Regions from separate parts of the Zea mays genome. Here regions 2 and 3 are each linked to region 1. The links are chromatin contacts, called in public Hi-C maps. All regions are on one chromosome and are shown on one strand. Each heading gives the region's core, a stretch centred on a gene start, on an enhancer-like site or on the middle of the called end of the contact. The rest is flanking DNA. Distances are from core to core; before and after follow the strand shown.

Evidence for each region. A called contact is a pair of places that touch in the nucleus more often than the background predicts.
Region 2: a contact with region 1 is called in a Hi-C map of endosperm, with 2.8 times the contacts expected there. The contact joins the promoter of LOC103504721 here to the promoter of LOC542600 in region 1. A contact is called at or near these places in 3 of 25 Hi-C or Micro-C datasets (ear, endosperm and leaf).
Region 3: a contact with region 1 is called in a Hi-C map of endosperm, with 2.3 times the contacts expected there. The contact joins the promoter of LOC103630435 here to the promoter of LOC542600 in region 1. A contact is called at or near these places in 4 of 25 Hi-C or Micro-C datasets (ear, endosperm, leaf and 1 more).

Annotation. Positions count from the first base shown.
Region 1 is chr6:162,928,179-162,931,233 of Zm-B73-REFERENCE-NAM-5.0, forward strand. It overlaps LOC542600 (ubiquitin-conjugating enzyme protein E2), which reads left to right and starts at 1,253. Exons shown (of 6, transcript NM_001112135.1): 1 at 1,253-1,324; 2 at 1,424-1,526. The coding sequence starts at 1,273.
Region 2 is chr6:162,796,579-162,799,758 of Zm-B73-REFERENCE-NAM-5.0, forward strand. LOC103504721 (60S ribosomal protein L36-like) reads left to right here and starts at 1,358. Exons shown (of 4, transcript NM_001297629.1): 1 at 1,358-1,376; 2 at 1,481-1,598; 3 at 2,160-2,359; 4 at 2,891-3,128. The coding sequence starts at 1,497. The coding sequence ends at 2,924.
Region 3 is chr6:162,727,771-162,730,973 of Zm-B73-REFERENCE-NAM-5.0, forward strand. LOC103630435 reads left to right here and starts at 1,370. Exons shown (of 10, transcript XM_008651490.4): 1 at 1,370-1,941. The coding sequence starts at 1,504.

The sequences.
Region 1 (3,055 bases), core at 3-2,502:
AGAGCTCGGACTCGGGCTGAGACCCGGAAGACGACGAACTCCGCTTCGCCCGACCCCAGGGCTCGGACTCCGCCCTGGCCTCTGCCGAACGACCTCCGCCTCGCCCGACCCAGGGGCTCGGCCTCGGCCTCGGCCACGGAAGACAGATTCGACCTCGGCTTCGGAGGAGCCCCCACGTCGCCCGACCTAGGGCACAGGCCCGCCACGTCAACGGGAAGCGCCATCATCATCCTACCCCGAGCCGACTCGGGTCACGAAGAACAAGACCAGTGTCCCCTCTGGCTAGCTCCGCCAGATGGGCAATGATGGCGCCCCACAAGCTCTGTGACGACGGCGGCTCTCAGCTCTCTTACGGAAGCAGGGGGACGTCAGCAAGGACTCGACCGCTCCGACAGCTGTCCATCCGCCAGGCTCCGTTGCTCCTCCGACAGCCACGACATCACGCCAGCAGGGTGCCAAGATCTCTCCGGCTGCCACATTGGCATGTACTTAGGGCGCTAGCTCTCCCTCCGCTAGACACGTAGCACTCTGCTACACCCCCATTGTACACCTGGATCCTCTCCTTACGCCTATAAAAGGAAGGACCAGGGCCTTCTTAGAGAAGGTTGGCCGCGCGGGGACGAGGACGGGACAGGCGCTCTCTTGGGGCCGCTCGCTTCCCTCACCCGCGTGGACGCTTGTAACCCCCTACTGCAAGCGCACCCGACCTGGGCGCGGGACGAACACGAAGGCCGCGGGATCTCCACCTCTCTCACGCCCGTCTCCGGACACCTCGCCTCTCCCCCCTTCGCGCTCGCCCACGCGCTCGACCCATCTGGGCTGGGGCACGCGGCACACTCACTCGTCGGCTCGAGGACCCCCCGGTCTCGAAACGCCGACACTATTCAATAACGAGACCATGCAAATCGTGGCATATATCGAAGTCTGCATGATACTGATGGTTGCAATGGAGTAGTGAAGTTAAAATAACAAAATTTATGTATGACTAGGATTACAAATGAATTATGAAATATTTTTTATAGCAATATAAGACACATTTTGTATATAAGTTATTATGTTATTATATGTTCCCGTTGCAACGTATGGGTACTCACATAGTATTTTATAAGATAAAAGTATTGTTGGAGTGCTCTAACCACTCGCTTAAGCTTTTTATAAATCTCCAGCCTGTTGCCTTCTTCCAAAGCTGCTCTCGCCCCCATAAATAAAGCAGCTCCTCCGGGGGCGGCGAACTACTCCTCGTCGCCAAAACCCTAGCCCTGCTTCTTTGCCATGGCGAGCAGCGCTAGCCAGGCGAGCCTCCTGCTCCAGAAGCAGCTCAAGGGTACGGATCCGAACGGTCTTCTGCTCTCCCCTCCTTTTTCGCCTCGATTTGCCGCGATCGGCTCCTGATATCTCGAACGTTCTTTGTTGCTTGTCACAGATCTTGCGAAGAACCCCGTGGATGGGTTCTCCGCCGGGCTTGTAGACGACAGCAACATCTTCGAGTGGCAGGTCACCATCATCGGACCGCCTGACACCCTATAGTGAGTTCGAATTTTGCCTGCTCTATACTGACTGCACAATTGCTCTTGGGATATAGATTGTATGCTTGATGGGTGCGCAAAGTCGTTTCAGGTTCAGGTTGTTTGATTTGCATGGTGTATACTGTTGGAATTCTGTGCTGTGATGTCGATCTGCAACCCATATTGATAAATTGTGGTGTCACGAGCTGATTCTGCATTTTGATGCCGATTCTATATAATTTGTGTGTCTGCCTCTGGTTCTGATTGCTTGGTCTCTATGGTGTTACATCAGAATTCTGTGTTGCGATGTTGATCCACAGCCCTTATTAATGAACTATGCTGTAACCAAGCGGATTCTGTGTCTTGATGCTGATCTGTACCACTTGTGCATAGTCATCACCGCATCTGAGTTTGGTTTCCATGGTGTACACTATGGGCATCCTGTGTTGTGAACTTGTGATATCGATTAGCAGTCTATGGTTGAATTGTAGTGTAACCAACCAGATTTCTTATTTCGATGCTGATTCATATGAGATGCTGATGAATCAAATTGCTGCCGGCATTTTCTGCAGACACCATGTACGTTTGTATGGATCTGTTATACTACTTAGCTGTGTGTTTTAGGTAGATCCATAGATGTGATCCAGTTTGTTTTCATTCAAATGCCCCATGCACCTGCAGTTGTGGTTTATTTTCTTGCAAATGTCCCACACCTACAATAATAGTTTATTTTCTGGCAAATGTTTGGCCAATTCACAGGTTGCCAAATTGATTATCAATTTTTGGCAGGGTTTTGGTGTCAAATAGGAACCAAAAGCTGTTTTTGTGATCTTGTCATACAATATAACATCACTTTGGAAAAGGTTGAGGAACTAGGTATATTTTTGAAATGAACCAGACAAAGCTTGCCGATTATATTAAAAAGGAGAAACCTAGACTGGGCAACACAATACAGGGCGCACAAACAACCTAGACAACAGCAACCCCCCACACACAATACCCATCCCGAGTCATCATTGCCAAGCTCAACACAAGTGACGAGCAGCTAACTCCTCAAGACGGGCAGCACATGGCCAACAGAAACCACAACGACGGCTACAAACACCGGCATAGGAGAAGGAAGACTGCAACACGCTGTCGTTGCCAAGCCACGAGACGTCCCACTCGAGACAACTCTGATTCTTCACCAGCAAGACTTCCAAAACCTTGATCCTCCGCCCCGCCTCCGCCAACAGCCTCAACTTCAAAGCAAACCAGCCCACAAAGGAGGGGGGCTTGCCCCACGTCATCGTTGCCGAGCCACATCCCCTGACGTAGCAGCTTTGACTCCCCGATGCAAGACCCCACCTCCACACGCAAACCGGGCCTGAAAGACAAAAGCAACCACCGATGGCGACGACGTAGCCGAGACGAACTTCAGTAGCGACGCCTTCAGGAAAGGAGTGACGTCGAGGACGCCACCGTCGCCGGTCCGAGATGGACCAGGCTTTCGCCCACAAAAGACAATGATGGGGGACACAATGTCCTCAACAGGGGAAGCGACGCCTAGG
Region 2 (3,180 bases), core at 108-2,607, 130 kb before region 1:
TGTTCTGCGCATGGGCGCACCGGACAGTCCGGTTCGCCACCGGTGCGCCAACAGTCGACTCCAACGACTAGTTCTGATAGCTAGCCGTTGGGCTCGCTAGCCCGACTGTCAGAGTGTGCACCGAACAGTCCGGTGCCCTTAAGACAGAAACCCTAACTTCTTTTTCCTTTTGTTTTTTTGAAACGGTTTCCGTTCTAACTCATGAGTGTGTTATAGAGTGACACCTAACACTGGATGTGAGTGTGAATATGCACCAACTCTATACTAGCATTCTCTTGATCAAACTACTCATCCACAACCCCTCTTTATAGTACGACTAAAATAAAATAGAAGACCTAATTCTATACCGAGTGTCCGCAACTCCTTCGACACTCGGAATACGAAGATCTTCATCTTTTGATTCGTCGTTTCAGCCGTCGCTTAAGTTCTCATCTCAGAGATTGTTTTCACCGTTGTAGTACAACTTCCTGTAATGCGACCTAACTTACCATTTGCTCTGCAAAACACACGTTAGTCACATATAATATTACGTTGTCATTAATCACTAAAACCAACCAGGGGCCTAGATGCTTTCATAGTGTTTGGTTCTAGAGTATGGTGGGATGAAGCCATTATGTTCTCAGTTTGTTGTTGCTTGAATTGGTTACATGTAGGATAGAGTGACTCAAAAAAGGAAAAAATATGCTTAAATGTCGAACCATCCAACTCTTCAAAACCTTTTGGACGGAGCCGCTATCTAGAATGAAGCCGTTCCATACCAACTAACTTCGCAAAACACTACATACCTATTTGGGAACTTTGTTTTTCAAAACCGCAGTTTATAATACCACCATTTACTGTATACCATGACATAACTATAGTATTTTTTTACATCAGTCCAACCCAATACATGTTTGGAGACAAAATATTTCAGTTGAAGTGTAGGAGGAGAGAAGACTACAACTGCGTGCAAGCCAAAAACTTTGGTCTGGACTAATTTTTTTTTTACCCAAAAAATATTATGGTTTTGGTAAAACCATAGTTCAAAATACAAAGTTTTTATATGTGCTTGAAACACATCTGATCTAAAATACCATAATATACTCAAATACCATGATATTGTCTAGTAATGTGTTGCCAAAGAGGCCCTACCTAAGTTTACGACTGCAGAGGTCGGCCAGCTCGAAGGAACGAAACCATATAACGACCTACAATAGCCCGACTTAATCACAATCCAAAAACCTGAGCCCATAGAACAGAAATGGCCTGGAAAGGAGAATGAAACAATCTCAGCCCAGCCTACTATCATCCAGCCGCGACGCCGTCTCCGCGCCGCCTATATAAAGACCCCACTCCACTAGGGTTTCTCGTCGGTAGCCGTCGGTTCACTTCTCCAGGTAAGGTAAGCCAGCCCCGCGCCGCCGCCGCCGCCGCCGCGATCTGAAACCTACTTTCTCTCCTTGCGTATGCCCTCATCCTCGCTTCTTTGTTTGGCGCACAGGAAAGGGTTCGTACTCATGGCGCCGCCGCAGCCAAAGTCGGGCCTTTTCGTTGGCATCAACAAGGGTCATGTCGTCACCAAGCGCGAGCTGCCTCCCCGCCCGTGCCACCGCAAGGGGGTAAGCCAACCTTCAGCCTTTTGCTGGTCATCATTTTGATATCGCGGGTGGTATTGGTGGTGTGATTAAGTGTTAGATGTTGTGGGGTTTAGGATGCAGAGAAGCAGATATCTTACTAGTTGATAAACTGTGCGGTGAAAGTCTTTATACGGTTGTGTAGGTTTGGTTTTAAGTCTTGTCCTTGTTCATTTCTACAACTCAACAAAACACAATTCGACGGATCTGCAATGATAGTGTAGGAGTTCCACTGTACTTCATGCGGATGGAAGGTTTGTTTGCTGTGAATAGTGTTAGGCATGTTGGTCTACAGGTTCGAAGAACCGCAAGTTTATTATAGATGTATGTTTTGTTTTAAGTAGAACTTTTTCCTATGTGATCATTGTTTCTACTTGGAAATATTTGGTTTTTCTACGCTCTATATTTGGTTTTATTTATTAATCTTGTAAAAGCCATGATTGTGTCTGTACATGTAAATGATTAGCACAAGTATGCGGTAGATTTACATATCTTTGCACTTGATTGTTTTCTGTGTCCTTCATTCCAAGTTATTTTGTTGTTCAGAAATCAACGAAGAGGGTGTCTATGGTCAGGGGCCTGATCAGAGAGGTTGCTGGGTTTGCTCCTTATGAGAAGCGTATCACTGAGCTTCTGAAGGTTGGCAAGGACAAGCGTGCCCTGAAGCTTGCTAAGAGAAAGCTTGGAACTCACAAGAGGGCAAAGAAGAAGAGAGAGGAGATGGCGGGCGTCCTCAGGAAGATGAGGTTTGTAAATGTGGAACTTTATTGTGATAAAACAAAAATATTGCTTGGTAGCTTGTCTTTCAAATGCTTTGGCATGGTTAATTCATTGCCTCTGCTAATTTGTTGCATAATTATGATTAATTGTTAGCCAAATGATTTTTTCATTAATGCACATCAATCAAAGTTCTGCATATTGATTCTGCCACTTGAGTTTGTGTAGAGACTAGCGCATATTGACTGTACATACTGTGGTATACTATCCGAATCTTGTCTGATCTGCATATGTAAACACGTCTTGAATTTCTACTATCTGATCAATTATATACTTTGCCTAGTTTAAATTGACACTATCCTTGCACCATTTGTTATACTTCTAATAGTAATGAATTTTAATATTTTGAATTTTATGTTGACATTTAGTAATATTTTTGAATTTTATGTTGACATTTAGTAATATTTTTGAATTTTATGTTGACTTAATAGAAAAGATCCTTCTTTGTACGGTATAACTGTCAGTATATCTATAACTTAATTTTCTGTTGGGATCTGCAGGTCGGCTGGTACGCACACTGACAAAAAGAAATAGAGAGCATTTCAAGTTCATGGAGCTGGCTGCCAGAGATTATGTTCCAGTGTCTGATTTTCCATACATGTAGAACCTAATAGACATGTCAAAGTATTATGTATCGAACCAGCTCATGGGATTTTGCTCCTTCCAATGCATCCAGGGTTTATGTATCGAACCAATTTATGGGATCTTGCTCTTATTCTAATGCATCCATGGTTTGTGAATCTTTTGCTTTGGGTTGCTCCGGCCTTTGTTCATTTATCTTTGATCCATT
Region 3 (3,203 bases), core at 120-2,619, 200 kb before region 1:
CGTAACATGCGCCATATCGAGGATGGTAGCCGCAGGAGCCCCCATCTCTATTGTCTTCATAGACACACCGAGGAGAGTGGTGCTCCACTGGAGAGTTAGGCTCACATATTGATGATGGAGACAAGATCATGTTGTATGTCTTCCTGGGACAATTGTGCCCCTAGGAAGGCACTGAGGTGGCGCCACATGCACCCACTATTGAAGTCTGTGAGTTGCTTACTCCTAGAGGTTTGAGTCTCCAAGGCGTGGAGCTCTATAGCTCTCTGAGCGCCCTAGTTATGGTGTCGACGACGTCTGTGAAGCAAGGAGGCTGCACGGGGTCTCACCCGTGCACCACCCCTCGATGGTGACGATGAAGTTGTTGGTGCGACTGTCATCTCTACTTGCGGTACAAGTTTAGCACGAACTGGCAACATATATTTTTTTTTGTTTATGCAAGACAAGATAGCTTTGGCCCTTAGGGGCATGGAGAAAACATTAATCCTTTTCTTCAGCCTACTGCCAAGTGTGTGTCAGTCCTTGGATGTGATGCCATTTAAGCATAAACTTGCATCCATAGATCTATATACTAAATTCTAAAGTAGCCAAGACACATGATGTTCATTCGAACCTTCATTATTTTCTTGGAGCGCAAGAATTCCTTAACCAATGTGCAATGTGTGCCCATGACCATGGTGATGTTGACATACCTTTGTTATTTTGACTAGCTTGCTACTACGAGCACATGAGACACTTAAACTTACTCCAACAGACCAGCCAAATGGACAGCCAAAGTCATTTTGTCTGCCAACGTGGTACTGTAGCATAAGAAACTGACCTCCAATAAAGGAGCCATTTGAGCCAGCCAAAATGACGGTAGGAGAAAGAACCAGCCAATTTCACTGGTACTGTGGTGGGCAGCTATCACGTTGCTCTCTCTGACAGTATGTCTCCACAATCAACCAGTTCAACTCTACAACTATTGATGACAACGGTATAAGAGAAAATATCTCTGTTTGATACCTCGATGATATAGCTTGGCAGCCAAAAACAAAAAAGACAGCTAAATAGTCAAATGACTGCCGTATTTGCCTGGCTCCTGTTGGAGCCAGCCTTAGGCGTTGGCGCATAACACGCCGTAAATCACATACCGCCTGCTGCTTATAGTTGTCCTAATTCATGCAGTACGTTCGTTTGAATCACAGACTCACAGTGGCCAACAATCGTTGTATCTCGTCCGCGTCAAAACGTCAGGGACCCAAGCGCTTTTCGAAAGCCCAAAACCAGGCGATCCCGACTCGACTCGCACTGGCCGCAACTGCGACCGCGACGCCACCTCGCCACGCCGCCCTCGGTCGGTCACGCTCACGCGTGCGCGCACTCACCTCGTTCGCCTGCACACGCGCGCCACCTCGTCCTCCTCGCCCCGCCCCCCTCTCGTCTCGCCCCCATTGCACGGCGCGGGTGGCAGCGATCGCGCGCGGGGGAGGCCCCTAGACCTAGCTCGGGAGGGGCGCCGACCCAATGCAGGGACATGCGTACAGCCGCCTGGGTAGCTTCGGCGCCGCGGCGTTCCCGCCGCCGCCGCCTTCATCCCCGGGGCCGGCTGGGGCCGGCGCTGGCGGGGGCAGCTGGACGCCCGCGAAGGCGGGTTCGGCGAGGGGCATCCCGGGGATCGCGGCCTCAGCAGCGACGGCAGCGCGGGTGGGGGTCGCCCACCGTGGCGGCGGTGTAGCGCGGAGGGTGGCCAGGGCGGTGCTCGCGACACTGCTGCGGCGGCAGGCGGTGTTCCTCTTCGCGCCGCTGCTATACGTCGCCGCGATGCTGCTATACATGGGATCGCTCCCGCTCGACGCCGTGCCGCGGATAATCGCGCGCCAACCGCTCGGGTCGGTGTACCGCAGCCCGCAACTGTACAGGCGGCTCCGCGCCGACATGGACGCCGACAACTCCACCGGCGCGGTCAGTGTCTCCCTCCTCCGTGCACGTTTGTTGGAGCATTTTGATTTTGTTCGTGGAGCTTGCAATGTGGCGTAAATGTTTGGCCGTATTGATCACAGAATGGTCGAAGCATGATCATAAGCAGCGAGCGTAATGCTTTTGCATATGGTGGTCGAGCTGAGATGGTGTAACATGCTCTTTACATTATTTTAAATGGTGTTGATCAATCGGAACCGGCACCTGGTCGTCTTCTAATAGTGAGGAAATGGGTGACATGGACTGATGGACATGTGCTTGAACCGTGTGTTTTATATTGTTATTTACTTAGTTCATGTGATTGCTTTGTGTCACGGGATGACATGAACGACCAATTTGTCCCATCTTCTGAAACTCGGTTCGGTTGGCAGCCATGTTAGAATGTTATTTTAACATAATGGCCTGAACTCTGTCTTTGCATTAAGAAGAGTAGGATTGGCCTAGTTTATAAGGTACACCAGGCCCGAAAACCTTACAGAGACACAGATTAAAACACAGGGAAAACCCACAAATCCAGAACATAATAGCACTGACGACTAACCCACAGCAACCCAATTACACATAGACGACATGTTAGAATGTTATTGGTCCTTGTTACATTGCAAGATCACTGGTTGGTTTTGTCAAATTAGTATGTGCTATCCTGCCCTTTGCTCTTAATAAAAACAAAAAGTATAGTTTCTTTATTCATTACACCGTGCTTTCATAAGTGATGTTCATTTTACTTTCCCTCGTTGTCATAGATAATATTATTGCTCGTTTTTTTAAAAACAATAGCATTCAGAGTCTACACATATAATGGGATACTACGGAAGGGAAATCATGTGACGCCTGAAACCAGATGTGATGCATTCATGATCAAGAAGCTCCAGTTGCACTCGCACCACAAGCAAACTTCGCCTGCATTTCTGTTGTTTAAGTGCTCGGCATCTTGTTTGCTGTCATCTTCACCACCTTTTATTCATGTATCACTTATAACATACTTTTATAATGTCCTCAAATGAATCAATGTGAACCATGGTTTAACAGAGAAAACAAATGAATCTCAAATGATACGATGCAAAAATGTGGGTGAATGGACCAAGACACTGAATTCTAAATGAGCCACAAGGTAAAGTCTGGTTGAGTGGATCAATGAAACAAGTTTCGATATGCAGTCTGCTGATACCTGTTTATGCGGATGGGATACAATGCATGAATGAAAAGATAAAACATCAAACCCATCAGCAGCTAGGCCTTTCCTTTAT